3 separate regions of the Sus scrofa genome follow, and regions 1 and 3 are each linked to region 2. A link is a contact called in public HiChIP or PLAC-seq and promoter capture Hi-C data. All regions are on one chromosome and are shown on one strand. Each heading gives the region's core, a stretch centred on a gene start, on an enhancer-like site or on the middle of the called end of the contact. The rest is flanking DNA. Distances are from core to core; before and after follow the strand shown.

Evidence for each region. Promoter capture Hi-C pulls out the DNA fragments that hold promoters and counts their contacts. HiChIP or PLAC-seq counts read pairs in DNA pulled down with a chosen protein or histone mark.
Region 1: an H3K27ac HiChIP or PLAC-seq map of skeletal muscle shows a contact between it and region 2, with 2.9 times the contacts expected there. The contact joins the promoter of FTSJ3 here to the promoter of DDX5 in region 2. A contact is called at or near these places in 1 of 5 promoter capture datasets (liver), 2 of 47 Hi-C or Micro-C datasets (heart right ventricle and skeletal muscle) and 2 of 2 datasets of contacts at active chromatin or transcription factors (alveolar macrophages and skeletal muscle).
Region 3: a promoter capture Hi-C map of liver shows a contact between it and region 2, with 4 times the contacts expected there. The contact joins the promoter of DDX42 here to the promoter of DDX5 in region 2. A contact is called at or near these places in 1 of 5 promoter capture datasets (liver), 1 of 47 Hi-C or Micro-C datasets (embryonic fibroblasts) and 1 of 2 datasets of contacts at active chromatin or transcription factors (alveolar macrophages).

What each region holds. Positions count from the first base shown.
Region 1 is chr12:15,103,541-15,107,755 of Sscrofa11.1, reverse strand. It overlaps FTSJ3 (pre-rRNA processing protein FTSJ3), which reads right to left and starts at 2,114. Exons shown (of 20, transcript XM_013980850.2): 1 at 945-2,114; 2 at 666-771; 3 at 341-387; 4 at 144-223. The coding sequence starts at 1,011. PSMC5 (proteasome 26S subunit, ATPase 5) reads left to right here and starts at 1,430. Exons shown (of 12, transcript NM_213983.1): 1 at 1,430-1,601; 2 at 2,121-2,192; 3 at 3,186-3,255; 4 at 3,685-3,782; 5 at 3,943-3,999; 6 at 4,080-4,215. The coding sequence starts at 1,578.
Region 2 is chr12:14,569,816-14,574,035 of Sscrofa11.1, reverse strand. DDX5 (probable ATP-dependent RNA helicase DDX5) reads right to left here and starts at 2,324. Exons shown (of 14, transcript XM_021066761.1): 1 at 2,251-2,324; 2 at 1,436-1,614; 3 at 111-276. The coding sequence starts at 1,479. It overlaps CEP95 (centrosomal protein of 95 kDa), which reads left to right and starts at 2,385. Exons shown (of 19, transcript XM_021066757.1): 1 at 2,385-2,542. The coding sequence starts at 2,524.
Region 3 is chr12:15,163,994-15,167,911 of Sscrofa11.1, reverse strand. It overlaps DDX42 (ATP-dependent RNA helicase DDX42), which reads left to right and starts at 2,655. Exons shown (of 19, transcript XM_021066770.1): 1 at 2,655-3,214. It overlaps CCDC47 (coiled-coil domain-containing protein 47), which reads right to left and starts at 2,644. Exons shown (of 13, transcript XM_021066772.1): 1 at 2,291-2,644.

The DNA.
Region 1 (4,215 bases), core at 865-3,364, 530 kb before region 2:
ATGGTAAACAGGAAAAGCATGCCTTCAGAGGATCAGGGTAGGCTTGGATCTGATCCCTGGCCTGAGAACTTCCATATGCCGCAGATGCAGCCAAAAAAAAAAAAAAAAAAAAAAGAGAGAGAGAAAAGAGAAATCTCCATTACCTGCCTACAACGTTCTGTTGTGATATCCTCCTGGAGAGTCACCACATTGGGAAGAGGCTTGATTGGAACCAAGTCCACACCTGGAAGAAATCAGGGTGGAGTGTTCCCAAAGGTTGCCTTAAACAGGAGGAAGGGAATGCCGAACACAGCATGTCACACTCGCCATCCCCGAAACGCTTAAAAGAACTGTCACTCACCCACAATAAGGCTGGAGACAGGCATAAACTTGGCAGCCACCTGCAGCCTATAAAAAAGAAGTAAACACTGAAATAATTACCCTGGCTTGTCCCTTTCCCGCCGTCTCTGGCTCTCATCCCCAGTATTAGGAGCCCCTGCCGACTGCAGTGGCCAAACATATCTCATACATAACTTCCAAATATTTTTCCCTGAAATTTGTTTCGGAAGTAGAAAAATTTCAGATTGTTAGTCCTGTATCTCTCCTGCCCACAGTTAAACTCAGTCATCCATGGCGGGAATGCAGAAAGCTGCCACAAGAAGCAACAGGTGCCAGATATTACGCACCATCCACCTGGTGCAGCGCACAGGTCTAGCAAGGCTCGGGCTTTCTGCAGAAATTGAAAGCGGCGATTCAGCTGGATCAACTTGAAAGCAGAGCGGGAACGGTAACCTAGAAACAATGAAAAAAGAATAAAGTCCGCGAAAGCGCTTTCCCAGCGGGATTACGGTGGCCTCACAACCCACCACCTCTTCTGTGGAAGAGAAACCCAATGTTCGGGAAGGAGGCGAACAGGCAAAGATCGGTGGCTCTCTTGCTCTCAGACTGCGTAAACCATGACTCACCGGTCTCTTTCGCCAGGTGATAGAACTTGTCCCGCCGGCTCTTCCCTACTTTGCCCTTCTTGCCCATAGTGGAACTGGGGAGTGCCACTCAATCTGGAGAGAAAGCAGAAATCAGGACGTCTCCGCCCAGAATACTAGATTACGCTCTCCGCTCCCCACTCGTCTTCTCAAAGACACTCCGCACTCCGCTCCTAACACCACCCAGCTCCGTTTTCACTACCCCAGCAGCGGCACGTGTAAGCAGCAAACGTATTTCCGCTTCCGTGTGCGTCGGCTGCGTCCGCGGATCCAAGTTTTCCGCCATTTTGAGCGTGGCCACAAATTTTTCTTTAAGCTCTGTGTCCAGGTTTATAAACTAGATGTTTGCACCCGGAAGTAATATTACTTTAACCAAAACCTAGTTTCTTCGGAATAACATTTAGGAGCTCTGCGTCCTCTTTATCCCCTTCCAAAGCTCCTGACCTCGCGTGGCCCCGCCGCTTCAGGGCCCCTGTTATTTGCTTTGTTTGGGCGCACACCCCGCCCATTGACCCGGAACTGTTCTCTGCCCGGGAGTTCGGTCCCCCAAGCCCCGCTTCCGCGCCTGCGCACCAAAGCGGCTCTGATGCCGGGGGCCTCCGCGGAAGAGGGAAGATGGCGCTTGACGGGCCTGAGCAGGTATGGCGGCGGCTGCCGCGGCCAGACGGGGATCAGGGCTGGATGCGGAGCAGGTGTGATCCGAGGTGGGCAGCCGTCTGGGGCAAGAGCGTTGAGGCAATCAGGTGTGGATGGACCAATCCGGACCGGGCCCTGCCTGGGAACGGATCTGCTGTGTCAGCGCCTCCCCCGGCGGGTCAGGGCAGGGCCGGGAATGGAAGACCCGGTGGAAGCGGGATGAGTGAGCGAGTCGCCCGAGTCAGGGAACCCGTCCTTCTTGCTGGCTCCTCCTGTAGTAATGACCCTTCGGGTTTGTATGCCGTTGCCTTGTGTGTTCTCTCTTGCTCCTCCTGAAAGTCTTAAGGGGTGGACTTTTTTTCCCCTCTTTCTGTTTCCCCTCTTCTGTCACTGGGACACGAAGGGTTTTGAAGAGATGGAGTGAGGGATTAGAACCCAAGTCTTAGTCTCTGAAGTCCAAGCTGGAAGTAGCTTTATCCCTTGGGTGTTTAACCTGTTGTTTAATAATTAAACTGTCTTCAGATGGAGCTGGAAGAGGGGAAGGCAGGCAGTGGACTCCGCCAGTATTATCTGTCCAAGATTGAAGAACTCCAGGTAAGAGGTCCTGAGGGAGCTGGAAGGGCTTCGGTGAAGGATCGATGGAGCCGATTTCTAGAAAGCCGTATGATTCCACTGGGGCGCAGTGGAAGAAGCAAGAAGCCAAGGGTATGAATTATATCAAGTTAACAGTTTCTTCCTCAAGTCCCACCCTTTTGAAGATCATTAATATTCACAGTTTGTTACATATTTTCAGGAGTCAAATTTTCACATAAAAGTTAGCCCCGGCCAAAAATCATTCCTTTCAGAGGAAGCCTGAATGGTAGTTTCTTATAAAAGGGAAGATGTAGGTTCAGAAGATGGGATTTATTAGAGAGGGGTTGGGGCAGAGTGAGAGTGAGGGAAGACAAAATTGAGGAGTCTGAACAATGCTGGTTCCAGGGGGCCAAATGAAAAGGAACTAGCAACCCAGTATTACAGCCTAAAGAGGGAGCCAGATCATAGAAATGAGGAAAATATTGCAAATTAGATGGAGAGCCACAAGGAAAAATTCTCACTTCCAGGTACATTTGCAGGTTTCATATTTGGGTGGTCATTTTTGAAATGCTTTACCTGTGCTGCTTTCATTTGTTCCTCAAATTAACCCCGAAAAGAGGCCAGTAGGTGCACCACTTGCAGTTTGGTGAGAGATCTAGACCTTTTAAGTGGTTTTCATTAGCTTTACTCAGCTATTAACAGCCAGCAGTGGGGCTAGAACTTAGGCTTCTGACTCAAAGTTATCTTCTCTCTCTACCATGTTACTGCCCTGCAAGACACAGTGTAAGCCAGCTGTTGCCTCTTCTCCATTAGGGTTTGCTATTCCTGGACCAGTGTTAGACAAGAAGCTTTTTCCCTGTGGTTGTCCTACACTCCTGAGGAACTCTTGGATCACATTAGAGAATCTGAAATAACATGCGGGTGCCCAGTGCTCTTTCCTCACTCTGCTCCCATCAGCCTGTGAGGGTCATAACCTCCTACCACTGTCTGCCCTTTGCCTCTTGTCCTCCACAGCTGATTGTGAATGACAAGAGCCAGAATCTCCGCAGGCTGCAAGCACAGAGGAATGAGCTTAATGCAAAAGGTGAGGGGGAAGGATGGGAAGGCTGCACGCAGGCAGTGTGAGGTCCTCACACGGGTGCCTGTCGCTTTCTCATAGTTGTTCACGTGCACATCTCTCAAGCTCCCTTGTAACCTCCTTTAAAGATATGAATTTCGACTTGTAAAAAAAAAGTCTTATTCTAGTTGATTCACAGTGTTACTTCTGCTGTGCGGTAGTGTTGCAATTACACACATATATGTTCTTTTTCACATTCTTTTTGTTACGGTTTATTACAGGGTGTTGAACATAGTTCCTTGTGCTATGCAGTAGGACCTGTTTTGACTTTCTTTTTGAAACCTTCCTTTCAAAACTTCAAAACGGCACTTAGTTCATGCATGCTGAATCCTGAATCAAGTCGTGGGGGGAGACATCAAAGAATCTGGGTGACCACTATGTCTGTTTCCCATCTAGTTCGCCTGTTGCGAGAGGAGCTACAGCTACTGCAAGAACAGGGCTCCTATGTGGGGGAAGTAGTCCGGGCCATGGACAAGAAAAAAGTGTTGGTTAAGGTAAAGGCAGCATGAGCCCCGGGAGCAGCCCTTTGGTCGTGGCATTCCCATACCTACGTGTGTCGTGAAGGTTCTCCTGTCGTGCTATTGTGAGACTCGGGGGTCTCTCTGGGTGAGGCTCATGGCTGTCAGGGAAGCACACAAGCCTGTGTTTCTGTAGGTGCATCCCGAGGGCAAGTTTGTCGTAGACGTGGACAAGAACATCGACATCAATGATGTGAGTGCAGCAGGTGAGGTTGGGAGTTGGGGGGTCAGCTCTCACCATGCCCCATCCTAAAACTCTCTTCTCTCGCCCAGGTGACACCCAACTGCCGGGTGGCTCTCAGAAATGATAGCTACACTTTGCACAAGATCCTGCCCAACAAGGTAGATCCACTGGTGTCACTGATGATGGTGGAGAAAGTGCCAGATTCAACTTACGAGATGATTGGTG
Region 2 (4,220 bases), core at 1,075-3,574:
AGTTCCCCAAAACTTAGTTATGTGCAGGGAACTTCTAGTCAGATTTTGATTCACTGCAAAGTTATTAATTATTGAATTACAGCCTGAAGAAACCACATGAAATTACTTACTGCTGTTCGCCTAGCCAAATCAGGGTGTTCTTGATAAAAATTCTTCTCAAATTTGGGCAGCTCATCAAGATTCCACTTCTTTTTAACCAGTTTCTCCCCAGGGTTTCCAAACTTCTTTCCAGATAAGGGCCCTGCCCTACTTCCTCCAAATCGAGGCGCACCAAACCTGAAATTAAAAAGTCACATCTTCGAACACGTACAGACATATTAACCACCCCTTGGCACATGCTAAATATCAAAGACTTCCAGGTGGAACAGACGGTCATTCTCTCAAAAGCCACAATTAGCACCGCATCCTTTTCATTTCCCGTTGTACCAAGTACACGCCATTGAACCCAAATCATCAGCCCGGGATTTCACAGGTCGGAAAGTGGCTGCCCGAATGCCAGAAGTTCAGATTACAAGGAGCGTCAATAGTTGGGGCTACTAATCTCTCCCATGAACTTAAAAACTAAATATCTGAGAGAAAGACAAGAAAGGATAAGCCTAACAGCGATGTTATCTACCAGCTGTTCTCAAGCAAAGGAGCTTTGATTTTAATAGATAACGGAACAGCACACAGAGCAGAAAAAGGTGGGTTATCTCGCGGACACTTACGCAAGCCGAATGACTTGGAGAGATGCCCCAGAAAGGACCGCGATCAAGGTAGCAAAATTATATAAACGTAAGGAAAAAGAAAAGGAGGCGTTGGAGACTACCGGGGGAGGAGTCCCTGCCGGGCGGAGTCGGCCGGGCGGCGTTCCCGCTGGGGCGGCGCTTCCCCCTTTGTCTCGCATTTCTCTCTGCGCCACATTTTCTCGACGCTGCCATTTTGAGCTCCTCCGCCGGGCGGGGTAACAAAGGCGCCGCCGCCATGTCCGATGCCGGCATTTTGTACCCGCGGCTCAGCCACATGGCCGATTCCCGCGGTGCCGGTCACCGTCCTGCCCCCGCCGCAATAACGGCATCGGAGACGGCCCCCTCGCCACCCACAAAATTCCTGGGGCCCCCAAAACACCTTCCGAAAGGTTGCACCTAACAGCAGCGATTTCGTCCGCCTCGAAGCGCTGCGCTCCCCTCCCTTCGAAATACGCTCCTTGGAATTCTCCCAAGAGCTGATAAATCATCGAGGCCGCGATGCCCCATCCCAGACAAAAGAAGAGATCTCGAGAACCATTAACATGAAACTCCCAGGCAGTTTCAAAAATATCAAAATGGCGCAAGCCTTTGAGGGACGAGGCCCAAACATAGGCTGAGGAAGCCGAATTCCCGTCGCCACCCCGCCCCCCCGCATCGGCATCCCATCCCCCACCCACAGGGCCTGACAGGTCAGTTCCCACACTCACCCTCGATCCCGGCCGCGGTCTCGGTCACTTGAATAACTCGACATGGCGTCAATGGTTGCGGTTGGCGGGAAACAAAGCACAGAGAATCGGGTGCGACAAGTCGCTGGAGGTGGCTTCGACGACGGCGAAGCCTTGCGGGGGCGGCAGCGGCGGAGGGACGGCGATGACAGGAGCCCAAGCTGCCCGACAAGAGACCGGTGGAAATGAATGAGGTGCCGGCCGCGTCCCGGCAGCCGGTTTTATAGCCTGGACCGCCTCCTCCGCCGCAGAGAACGCTGGGAGCTGCTCTATGACCTAATCACCCCGCCCCTGCGCCGAGGCCGCACCGCCCGCGGGCGTTCCGAAATCCGCCATGTTCTCGCCCCTCCTTCTCCTCCCCCCACCCAAACCATCCCTCCCGTTTTTCACTCCTTTCAAGGGTGGGTCCATCCACCCACTACTGGGAAGCCTCAGTTTTTACTCTCTTGACTTCACCTTTTCCTTGTCTTCCACACTTCAAGGAAGTCGCCCCGCCCTTTTTCAGGTCCAGCACGAACAATGAAATGGCCCACCCAGACCAAGCCACTTGGTTCTCTTGGAAATGTTTACGTCTCCAAAGGGCCCTCACGCCCACAACCCGGCGAGACGGGTAGGCGGAGCCTGACATTGTCACGTGACTCCCCCCCCGCCCACCGGGTGAGCGGGCCGCACTACTTTTCCAGATGGCGTCGGCGGAGGAGTACAAAACGAAATCGCTCGCCGGAAGTGCAGTGCTATTGCCCGGGGAGACCGGCCAGGTCGGCTGGTTGACCCGCGGGGCTGTTAAACCCACCCACCTGAGAACTCCTTAGCGGGATCTGGTCGGCGGAGAATGGTATTTAGAGCTCGCAAACCGCCGCCCCAGCGCGTGCTGCGAAAGGAAGTGGTCCTGTGGTGACCAATCAGCAACGAGAAGCGGTTTTAACGTCCCTCCCTTTTTAATCCCTCCTTCCCGGCACTTTCGTTTGCTTCCCCCTCCTGTCAGCACTGGGTCTGCGGCGTGCGGCCCTCCCTGAGCTCCGTCCCGCGCGCACCGGGCCAAGAGTCCGACAGCGGCCTGCCTTCTCGACATGGCCGGCTCAGAGGCTGGTGAGTCTCGGCCTGTCGCTCCGGTGTGTGTGGACGAAGTCGTCCTCTCTAAATCCCCTAACGTCCCTGCCACTTTTACCTTGAGGCCTCGGGCGGGTTTGGGCGGCCGGCGGGGCTGGTGACACCCCGTGATAGTTGGCGGGCTCTCTGGGTAGGGTCTCATCCCCGCTCCCTGGCTCTTTCCGGGTTGTGGGGTGCGGTTTTGGGGGTGGGTTAGAAGGGCCCTTGCGGTGAGGCCCGTAGCGCACGCAACCTGGCTGCGAAAAGGGCAGTCGCGTAGCTTCCCCGGACTCGTATTTTTCTGGGGAATCCACCCACTCACTGTGCCTGCAGTTCTTGCATTGCGAGGACTGAGGTAGCTAGTACCTGCATCTTTATTTGAACATTGGAGGACCGGCCCTCTTTAAGATCTGTTGATGCCCCCGGCCAATAGCAGAACCGTGGTGGACTTCACTCTTCTGTGATCTCTAGACTCATTCGCTTTGTCTAGTACCGCTTTTGAAAGGCGAATTGATTTGGTTGTCTAGGACGCTTTCATCCTTTTCTCCAAGACAGCGTTCAAACCTGTTGTCATGGTTTGGTCAGCTGTGAGTACTGAACTTTGGGAGAGGGAGATAACATGCCTTGAAGACGCTTTCACACGGAAACTCGCACTTGTTTCTAGAACATACTTAAGAGAACGCACACAGAATAAAAGAACGTTCCCGTCAATTGCAAATTGTTTCAGGTTTTTCTAAGTTTCCTTTGGCCGACAAACTCTTGAAATAACTTTGCTCATCTTATCAGTATCTAGGGTAGGGAGGGTGACAGCAGGAAACTTCAGCAGTATTGGTAATGTGCTAATTTTGAATGTAGAGACGTTTTTGTGTATTTACCATATTTCTTTTCATGTGCACAAAATATAATTTAAAAAATTAAAAACTGCAGTAGTGTTGGTGTCATTACTCCAGTTCTTAACAGCCTCAGTTAATCACCACTTATTTGGGCACCAGAGAAATTCCAACTTGGGCAAGATAATTGGGTAACATCATGACTAATGCTATTGGGATTTTGAAGCAACATCTATTAATTAGTTTCTGGTGACCTTTCGTATATGAGATAATGTTCCTGACTTCTTGTAAATATATTTTAAATAAAAATCTACGTATAGCTTCTAAAATAAGGTGTAGAGTAATTTGAGATTTTAGTTTGGAACAGTAAAAATTGAGTTTGCATCATAGTTTTGTGGGTTTTTTGTTTGCCTTTTTTTTTTTTTTTTGCTTTTTAGAGCTGCACCTGTAGCTTATTGACATTCCCTGGTAGGGGTCAAATCAGAGCAGCAGCTGCTGGCCTACACCACAGCCACAGCAACACAGCATCTGAGCCTCATCCCCAACCTATACCACAGCTCAGGGCAATGCTGGATCCTTAATCCATTGAGTGAGGCCAGGAATTGAACCCAGGTCCCCATGAATGCTGGTAGGTTTGTTACCAGCAAGCCACAATGAGAATTCCTGCATGATAGTTTCGACAACATTGAAATTATAGCATTTTGTAAATCATCCCAAAAAATTAAATACATTTAAAAAAAATCATGCCTAGGACAGTCTGAGATTCTCTAACAATCGAATTTCTTATTTTCTGTAGAATACAATGTCTGCTTTTGTGAGGTTTTTTAAATAAACGTATATACTCTTTG
Region 3 (3,918 bases), core at 1,406-3,905, 590 kb before region 2:
CCGTGTATAGAACACCATAAATTCACAAAGGAAATCAGTTAAGTTCAAAGCCTATTGGAGTTCCCTTGTGGTGCAGAGGGTGCTGTCATTGCAGCTGCTCTGGTCACTGCTGTGGCACTGGTTTGATCCCTGGCCAGGGAACTTCCATGTGCCTCCAGCGCTGTCTAAAGTAAAATAAAATAAAGTAAAATAAAATAAAAAAGTTTGGAGTTCCTGTCGTGGCTCAGTGGAAATGGATCCAACTAGTATCCACGAGGATGTGGGTTTGATCCCTGGCCGGTCAGGGATCCGGTGCTGTCATGAGCTGTGGTGTAGTCAAAGATGCCACTCGGATCCCACATTGCTGTGGCTGTGGCGTAGGCCAGCAGCTGCAGCTCTGATTCGACCCCTAGCTTGGGAACTTCCATGTGCTTGCAACCCATGGATGCTCAAGAAATATTCTTAGAATTGGACAAAATATGGAGTTCCCTGGTGGTGCAGGGGTTAAAGATCCAGCCCAGTCACTGCTGTAACTATGGTTATGACTATGGTGAGGGTTCAATTACTGGCCTGGGAACTTCTGCATGCTATGGGAGTGGCCAAAAAAACCAAAAAACAACAACAACAAAAAACTGGACAAAGTCCATAAATTTTGAAAGGCACAAATGACTTGAGAAATGCCACCAAAGATTGACCAATACTACGTTCTTTCCAATATTTGATCTTTGATGTTAGCACCAGGGGACATTTTACAGGAAAACACAGCTGCCCACTTGACAAAAACCTTAAAGCAGTTTGTGATGTCTCCAAACACCCCTAGTTTCATATCAAAAGTGGAAAAAATGTGAAAGAGTACAGAGACTGCTGGAGTTAGTTTTAGTTTAAAACATCAGCTCTACCATTTGCCAGCCTCATGATCTTAGGCTAATTACTTATGGCCTTGCTCCCACATACAAAAAAGGCTAACCACTCACTGCTTGCCTCACAGAGCTGTAGTGGACATTACAGGAAATATGAGAAGGCACTCAATCCTATCAGTTCCTATTACTTCCTTCTACTGTGCCTTATGAACCCCCTTTAAGGTTTAAAAATAGTTCACTTTTGGAGTTCCCACAGTGGAGCTGAAACGAATCCAACTAGGAACCATGAGGTTTCGGGTTCAATCCCTGGCCTTGCTCAGTGGGGTTAAGGATCCGACATTGCGGTGAGCTGTGGTGTAGGTCGTAGACACAGCTCAGATCTGGCGTGGCTGTGGATGTGGCTGTAGCTTTGATTAGACCCCTAGCCTGGGATCCTCCATATGTCTCAGGTGTGGCGCTAAAAAAAAATAAATAAATAAAAAAAATTCACTTTTATTGTTTCCCTTTCAGATGTCAGTCTTAAACTTTTTCAAATAGTAGCAATAAAGGTTGACACTGCCAAGTTAACCACTGTCTGATCATTTCAAACTAAATTTCCACTTACAATGTGCAGACCACAGAAGCATTTCTAAGATAAATTAGCAGTGTGACAGAGCTCTTTCAAGGTTATTCAGGTTACGATGATCCAAACCCATTTGTGCCTTTGCTTTCCCCCTCAGAAGACTCTTTGCTGCACCTGTCAACTCATTTCTCAAATGCACAACTCCTTCCTTGCCTGAGGGGCAGTCCTGAGACTCCTGGGGCAGGGAACACCAACACTAACAAGTCTGGTTTGATTTCTTCTGCTAGCTCACTTGGCAAGCTCAGTGACTGGGTCTGGACTTAAAAATGAAAGACGAATACAAGAATCGTTCCTTGCTGACATTTTAGATTAAGCCTTTCTGACAACGGCCGGACAATGCGGCTTCTCGAGATCATTGAGATGGTCCCCTCTCTCCTTACATACGTTGGATAAAAACATGTCTTACGCTAGAAACCTTTAGAGAAGACTGATCACAGAGGTTGCTGCTTCTGCTAAACCCTCCGGATCAAGTCTTTGCCCAGCAAGGAGAATCATCACTTCTATGCTCCATTTTTCCTGCTGCACACTGAGGGCTTCCTCTAACTTTGCCCTGCGGGTTGCATTTGCTTGCAGTTCTAGGAGTTCCCAAAAAACATTAAAGTCACTCCCAAGCCAAGAAAAATCCCCAAGAGAAAATGGGCCTTGTGGTGGACAAAGTTTGGTTTCTTTTGAGAAAGCAGGGAAAGGCGAGAAGACGCGGGGATTGATGCATGCAGGCTGAACTTAGGGGCTTAGGTGGGAAACTGGACCTGGCAGGGCCACGCAACTCAGCGTCACCGCTGGGCCTGGCCCGGCTCCACCGACTAGCGCGTCACGGCCCGCTTCCTACCTGTACCGAGGGCTAGCCTGGCCCAGCGTCCCTGCTTCTACCCTGCCTGCCTCTCGGCTTGGCCACCGCCTGCAGGGTCACCGCGATTTCACAGCCCCCGACGCCTCTAGGACACAGGCAGACAAGGTAGCTCAGTCACACCGCGCCACTCTTCGCGTAGCCTCCGCCATCCGTTACGTAGAATACGTGCGGCTGGTCCGCGCCTGCGCGCCGCTCGGGGGCGGGACGCAGCCTCTGGGACCCCACGAGACCGCCTCCTTCCCCGCCCAGGAGAAGCAAGGTGGGGCTGCTGGGAGAATTACACAACACCGGCCCCGGCGCCGGAACTGCCCGCGCCTATCCCAGGGCTCTCCTCGAGGGTTCAGACGAGATGTCATCACGCTGAACCCGTGCTCCGGAAGCTAAAATCGCCAGGCTCTACGGGACCACGTGGTCTGAAGCACGAGGAGAAATGTTGGCCAGGTCAAATTTGCAAAGTAGAGCCTAGGGGCTCGACAATCTTATGTATATATGGTTTCCACCCGAGCCTTTTTCTTGGCGGCTCCCTGTACTGCTGCTTTCTGCACTCCTAGACCCACTTCCTAAACGGGCCATGGATCCTCTCAGCCAGGGGCAGTGCCAATCAAAGCGTCTGAGGAGTCTGTGAGGCATTCCGGAGCTTTTAGGTCCGAAGCCCGCAGCGCCTTCCGGGAGCCGTAGACCCAGGCTCCGCCCTTCGGCCCGCGCTCTCTGCACTGCGCATGTCTGGCTTTCGCTCCCCTCCCCCCGTCAGCAACGGGCCGAGAGGCGGCGGCGGCGGCGGCAGCTAAGGGGGCGGAGAGAGAGGAGCGCGGCGGGACCGGGCCTGAACCGCGCGTACTTTGGGCCGTGGGATTCTCTCCGCGTCGGCGGTAATAACAGCTGCCGCTGCAGCCACAGAAGCAGGTTTGTGTGAGGTGGGTCTGGACGCGGGGCCGTAACCCCTTGAGGGCACCGGAGGCAAGTGCGGGGCCTAGTGAGGGCCGGGGAACCGCGGCTTTTCTTAACAAAGAGTCGTCAGAGCCTCCAGGAGCCGGAGGCCCAGGGGGCTGGGAATGCCGGACTGAAGCTTCGAGGGGTCCTTGGGAGCCTCGTCGCTCTCCCGCGACTCCCGCTTTTCCGGCAACTCTTACCGAGGCCCAGTTGGCGGCTTTCCGGAGGCGGTGCTCGCCCTCCCGCCCTGCCAGGGAAGGGGATTTGCAGCGTGCCGGGCTCCGAGAGAGAGATAGCCAAGGGGAGGATTCTGACCCAAGCTGCTAGCAATTGGCAGGCGCTAGTTTCCAAATTGAGGGGCTTCATAGGTAAAAGTTGCCAAATCTGAAGACAGTAAAAGACATAGGGATCTTTGTGTAGCCTTGAGTGTTGAGCATCACCATCGTCACACAAACTTTTTTTCGGCCTACTTAAGAGCGTATCCGATGTGAGTAAATTATTTACATGGAGTTACAAGCATACGCACCGATAACATAAAAACAGTCGCACTAGTCAAGATTTTAGGGGGAGTCATAGCTTACCACCTTAGTGGAAGCATTCTGGCTCTCCTTTGGGCAGTCATTTAAATTCGCCTGGCTTCCCATATATACTGTTTTTTTGTAAATGATCTTTATATG